Regions from separate parts of the Lactuca sativa genome. Here region 2 is linked to region 1. A link is a contact called in public Hi-C data. All regions are on one chromosome and are shown on one strand. The core of a region is the stretch at or near the end of the contact, and the rest is flanking DNA. Distances in the headings are between cores, read along the strand shown.

Evidence for each region. A called contact is a pair of places that touch in the nucleus more often than the background predicts.
Region 2: a contact with region 1 is called in a Hi-C map of seed, with 6 times the contacts expected there. The contact joins the promoter of LOC111888186 here to the promoter of LOC111888115 in region 1.

What each region holds. Positions count from the first base shown.
Region 1 is chr9:160,923,274-160,926,725 of Lsat_Salinas_v11, reverse strand. LOC111888115 reads left to right here and starts at 1,795. Exons shown (of 16, transcript XR_008227180.1): 1 at 1,795-2,589; 2 at 2,975-3,452.
Region 2 is chr9:161,151,698-161,155,176 of Lsat_Salinas_v11, reverse strand. LOC111888186 reads right to left here and starts at 1,265. Exons shown (of 2, transcript XM_023884319.3): 1 at 1-1,265. The coding sequence starts at 978.

The DNA of each region.
Region 1 (3,452 bases), core at 546-3,045:
GTTTTATCGGTTTGGTTCGTTACTTACCACGGGTTTAGGTTAAGGAAATCTAGATGTACGAACTTTTCAATTTATGATCTCTCATTAGAATAGCGAGTTGTTTAGTAATTACATAACGTAAACCCTAGCATACAAGGGTTAACTGAGTTGACCGGTATGACTTGTTGACTTTAGTTGACTTTGACTCGACCGGAAATTGACGGTTGTCATACATGTGGTCGGTGTGAGACAAATAAATAAAGGAAATTATGGATCTAATATTGGTTAGAACTTATGGAGCTTATATCTTTTACACATATGAGATATTTAAACGAATTACTTTCACATGTGTGGTAAAATCATAATCAAGTTCATAAGAACATTCAGATTTCAGAGTTCATAATCTTTCACAATATTTTTTTTTTCTACAAACCCTTAAAATCGTTAACAATTAATCACGGAATAATTTTTTTGCTCTCATACACATGCTTACAATTCATCCATAATTGATTACATAAAAGCAAAAGGAAAAAACAGGAGGCAATGTTGCATGTGAAGGACGTCAACAGTGAAGTTGCATGTGAAGGACTTTCAACCATGAAGTATTTGGGATGAAAAAAACGAACCTGATGTCGCCTGTGAAGGATCGTTGGTTGGAGGCTGTCACCGGTGGAAGACGCTGAGGAGGAGCAACGACAACTGTTGTTGTTGTTTTTGCCGATCAGTTTTTTTCGTATTAGGTATCCAGGGGCAATCGATGATATATAAACGAAAATATAAGTGTGGGCTTTTTCTCTTTTCCAGTCAACCATAATTTCTCATCTTACCGAGTAAGCCCTTTGGGTCAGCAAGGCTGACCGAATCAGATTAAATGTTATCTTATCAAACAGTCCGACTACTTACCGGGTCAGCAGTCAGGACTTATTGGACCCGGTAAGTTCAAATCAAACAGACCCTAAGGTTAACTTATCGCTTAAAGGAACATTTCCTGCTCATGATTAGAGTTTAAGTATAATTTTTCCTTGGGATTAACCTTAATATCATTAAAACCAAGATAATTACTTCTCAATAAATTCAAAACATAACAATAACTAAGGGTATTTAAAATTACAATAGAAATCAATAAATTCCTCCAATTCATCTACGGGTTTTGTGTCATGATGAATTCGGTTTGTAATCTGTTTCGCAATCACGTATTTCCATTTTTCTTTCCAGTTACCAACCTCTTTTTGGTATAGACACTTCAACGATTTTGTTTTCATCATATGGACTTTCCTTCGTACTCTAAAATATACAATATCATATGATACATATATAAATTATGTCTTTAAGTTTTCCATCTCGACCACATGTTGTAATTTTTATTTTTGGACTACCTGTTGTTTGTGTTATAGTTGCGTATAGTTTATTTATATTTAATACATAAAATATATGTTTTTTGTAAATATTTCATATGAACTGTCCGTTTTACGCTTTGGTTTACCATATCTAAAAACCGAAACCAAATTATAATTTTCGGTTTTTGAAAATGAAGCCCAAACTGTTGGTTTATTTATTTATTTACTTTTCTTTCTTGGGTTTTGGGTTGGATGTTGCTTAATAATAACTAGGGACAAAATTAGATCAAAATAAATAATTTATTTACTAATACTGATGTTATTCTTTTGTTAGAAAAGAAAAAGATTGTTTTTTTCTTTTTAATTTTTTTTATATGAAAAAATTAAGAAATACGTATGGTTTTTATGAAAGAAAAATAAAAAATGGTTCCAAACTCTAAAATAATGACGGTGTGTCGGTGTCATCCTATTTAAAAGCCATTCTCCCTTTTATTTCATTTCACCTTTTACTTTTTACAGCATACAACGAATTCCAAACCGCGCTTATTTTTTTTACAGCAAACGACGAAATCCACGAAAACGAAAACTTCATCGATCGATGATGGCAGGAAAACTCAGGGTTTTCTTGTTCCTTCTCGCAGTCGCACTTTCACTGACTTCACACTCATCATCCCACAACTTTACTCTCGACGACGACCCGATTGATTCTGATGTTTTGGGGGCGATATTAGTATCGCGAATTTTCTTGATTTTTTCTTACCTTTTTGTTTTTTTCTTCGAACAGGGAGTTGAAGACTTACTTCATGGATCGATGATGGCAGGAAAATTCATAGTTTTCTTGTTCCTCGCACTTGCACCGACTTCACACTTACAATTCCACAACTTTAGCGTCGACGTTACTATTGATTCTGGTGTTCTTGGGGCGATATTAGTATTGCCAATTTTCTTGATTTTTTCTTACCTTTTTGTTTTTTTCTTTGAACAGGGAGTTGAAGACTTACTTTATGGATCGATAATGGCAGGAAAATTCATAATTTTCTTGTTCCTTCTCACAGTCGCACTTGCACCGACTTCACACTCATCATTCGACAACTTTAGTGTCGACGTTACTATTGATTCTGGTGTTCTTGGGGCGATATTAGTATTGCGAATTTTCTTGATTTTTTCTTACTTTTTTGTTTTTTTCTTTGAACAGGGAGTTGAAGATTTGTATGACGAGGAGGATTATTCTTTACCAACAACACATCAGCAAATTGCTGTGCTCTCTAGCGAGGTAAACAAGCCATTAGTTTCCTCTGCATCTCAAGTTAGAAGGGGCTCAAAGGCCCAAAAGATGTTATATCCATTCCTTTTAGTTTTTTTCAACAAACACTTTAGCATGCAATGCATTCAGATGTTACTTGAAATTGGACAGAATATATATATGTAATGTAATATGCTTTTCTTTCTCATTAGGGTAACATACTTGCAAAACCAACACAAAACATTCCATTTTCACACTTCCCTGATCTTAATACATGTATTACTTTCTGAATTGTTCATAACAAGAACTGGGGAGGTTTAGCAAGAAAAAAAACAGTTTTATTCAATAAAAATTAGGGAAATCTACATTATTCATGCCATATCTGTCTTGTCTTTTCTGATAGGTTGATATTCAGGATGAAAATGCTGGTGGTGATTTTACAAGTGTCTCCCTTACTTCAAGTTCATGTTTATCCAAACAAGGAGACAAGGATTTTGCTACGTGGCCACATAGGAATGTTGAAGACCACATAGGAATCGACTGCAAATCTGCTAGAGGTTCAAGTCAACAAACTAGTGGGTCCTTAGAACTGGGCATCTCTGCTTCTTACAATCCAAAAGTTGGATCAGATGCAGTCTTTGAAGTAAATTCTGTAAAGAAGTTGGATCCTAGGGAATCAGATGCTTTAGCCTTAAACCAATCTTCTGAGTGCTGTATTCTTGTTAAACCTAAGCAACTGAAGTTTGATGAAATGGATGGATGCAATTCAAATAAAGGTAGCAGTCTGCTTTCCAGGATTAGAGAACTGTTGGGCAATCCCTCAATGGATATGGATTCTGCTTCATTAAAAGATGATAAATCCAGTGAGCAGCAGTTGAAGTCTGCAATGATAC
Region 2 (3,479 bases), core at 16-2,515, 230 kb before region 1:
TGGTTGACCCACGGATGACTGGGTCATCTGTTGAGTTCGGTTGACCTGTGCTTCTCCCATTCTTTTGACACTGTATGGTGAAGCATATGCAACAACACAGGGTCGACCATTGAAGACATGTCCATTCATTCCTTCCTTACAAGCTGTGGCTGCTGAAGGATCAAAGAATTCAACTTGGCAATACCCTTTTGATTTTCCACTAGCTTTTTCATCAAAGAACTTCACCTCCTTCACATGGCCATACTTGCAAAGTTCTGATTCAAGCTCTGAGTCTGTTGTCCACCAATGTAAATCTCCCACGAAAAGGATTGTACCTCCACCACCGCCTCCTCCAACAGCAGCACCACCTCCGGCCATGTTCATGCCACCACCACCACCGTTACCAAAAGCATTGGGTTGTCTAGCTAAACCATCGTCTCCAGCATTGCTTAAATTCGCCATGTTTACTGTATTCCCTACAGTTAGAACATGATGAGGCTGTTGTTGTCCTGCACCTAGGTTTGGCATGCTGTTGTTATTGTTGTTGTTGTTGTTATCCAGAGTTCGAGTTTCTACTTCACCTACTTTAGCTTGCCCTAATTCAACTCTAAGTCCACCCCCTACTGGTCCACCAGATCCCCTTCCTGCCATCTCATTTACATTCGAATTTGTCTCTACTCTACTAGAAACAGCATCATTGTTCTCAAACTTGGTCTCGCCACCACCGGCGAGATCATCCAAAGGTTGTGGACGATGCACCGGCTGAGGGAGTGGTTCCACTTTCTTCTTTTCAACTTCTTCCTCATTGCTAAACCCTACATCATCATTCTTCCGAAGAGTTTGAAGAAAACCCTCACCGACATTAACATCGTTGTAAAGATCCTCATAATCATCATCGTCTTCCCCCAAGAAACCCTCGTCGACGACGGCGGAGATTGCTTCGTTCCGATTGAATTGCTCGTTCGCATCTCCACCGCCATGGCCCTCGTTTTGATCCATGATTCCCAATTCCTAAATTTCTAGGGCTTTTTCCCTTGTATAATAATCTAAGGAACTAGTATCTAAAACGAAACTATCATTAAATGAAAATGAAAGAGAAAAGTCGATTCAAGGAAGGTGGAATTTAAAGATGAGATTGTGAGACCTTACCAGAAACTGGAAGAAGCTTACCATATGGTTGCGTTGCGTGAGAGAGATGGATGGATGGATGGGTAAAACCCTAAATTTTATTGAAATTGTAAAAAAAGGCCACTCAAAGGATGACACTTATTTACGTCTGGAAATTGCTCGTAGCAGCGACCGGCTTTAAACCAAACTAGACCGAACCGGGATTTGCACGAAATTGAAAATTTTTGAACAAAAAAATAAGTAAAACAAATTCATCGATTTGTGTTATCGCGCTCGAAAAAGTCGAAAATAAAGGAGTTGTTTTTTAACTATTAAATCGATATTTTATATAAATAAAAAACATAATATTTTTTTTTAAGGGAAATCTACTTAAAAGTTCTAATATTTTTGAAAACTTTTAATAAATTCTTAAATTTTATTTTTTATATAGAAAAACTCCAAATTTTTAACTTTTTAAATAGAAAAGTTCAAAAAACCGGTTAATTTATTCACTTTATTTCTTTTGACCTATTCACCATTTGACCTATTCACCAGGTAATATGATCAAATCATTAATTTTTTTAAAATAATAACATTTTTTTGCAGATTTTGTCAAAACTTATATATAATGTATAAACATATTTTTTAAGTATTTATATTTATTTTTATGTACTTTTGTATTTTTAAGTTTTTATATGTATATGTTTATGTATTTTAAATATATAAACGTATTTTTTTACGTATTTATATATATATAATTAAGTATATACATATTTTTTATGTAGTTATTGTTATTTTTTATGTATTATGTATTTATATATTTTTTACGTATTTATGTCTTTTTGTAAGTTTTCATATGTATATGTTTACATTGTTTAAGTATTTTAAATTTATAGACGTATTTTTTAAGTATTTGTATGCATTTTTACGTATTTTGTATAATTTTTATTTATTTTTATGTGGTATTTTTTTATGTATTGTGTATTTATGTATTTTTTGAGTTTTTTATATAAATGTTTATGTATTTTTATGTATTTTAAATATATAAACGTATTTTTTACGTATTTATATGTATTTTTAAGTATTTTACATATTTTTTTGTATTATGATATGTTTTTTTTATGTATTTATGTATTTTTTTAAAGTTTCTTATATAGATGTTTATGTATTTTAAATGTATAACTGTATTTTTTTACATATTTATGTATTTTTTATTTCAAGTTGTCTTCATCATTTCATCTAATTCGTACAACTTCTTTAAATATGTCTATATGGTTTTCCTACATACTCACATTTTTTAAGCTTTCCCCGTTAGCTTATCTTGAAATAAAACATTGAATGGGAAAAACTTAAAATATATGGATATGTAGTAAAACCATCTAGATATATTCGAAAAGTTATGCAAATTAGATGAAATAGTGAAGACGACTTGAAGTAAAAAATACATAAATATGTAAAAATAATGTGATTAAACATTTAAAATACATAAAAATACTTAAGCATCTATATAAAAAAAAACTAAAAAACACATAAATACGCAAAAATACATATACATACATAATACATAAAAAACACACAAAAAATATGTAAAATACTTTAAAAAAATACATATAAATATGTAAAACAATACGTTTATACATTTAAAATACATAAATACACATAAACATCTATGTAAAAAACTTTAAAAAATACATAAATACATAATACATAAAAATACATCAAAAAATATGTAAAATAATTATATATATATATATATATATATATATATATATATATATATATATACACGTAAAAAAATATGTTTATACATTTAAAATACATAAGCATCTATATAAAAAGCTTAAAAAATAAATAAATACGTAAAAATACATATAAAACATAACACATAAAAATACATAAAAAAAATATGTAAAATGGTTAAAAATACATATAAATAAGTAAAATATATGTTTATACATTTAAAATACATAAAAGTATGTAAATATATACATATAATAACTTAAAAAATACACATATATGTAAAAATAGATATAGCTATGTAAAAAATATGTTTATACATTATATACAAATTTTAACGAAATCTACAAAAAAAAATCTCATTATTTTAAAAAAATAACAATTTGGTCTCATGACCAGCTAAACAGGTCAAAAGGGGGGCTAAAGTAAATGAATTTGTCAGTTTTTTGGGGTTTTCTATTCACAATGTGAAAAAGTTAGGATTTTTTTGTTCAAAAAATAAAATTTATGACTTTATTAAAAAAATTTCCAAAATATTAAAACTTTTCTGAAGATTTTCCTATTTTTTATTATTATTAAACTATTTCAAACCTAATAGCGAGATTCTATCTATGATCAAAATTTTATTTTTAAAATTGTGTCCGTAAGATTAAATC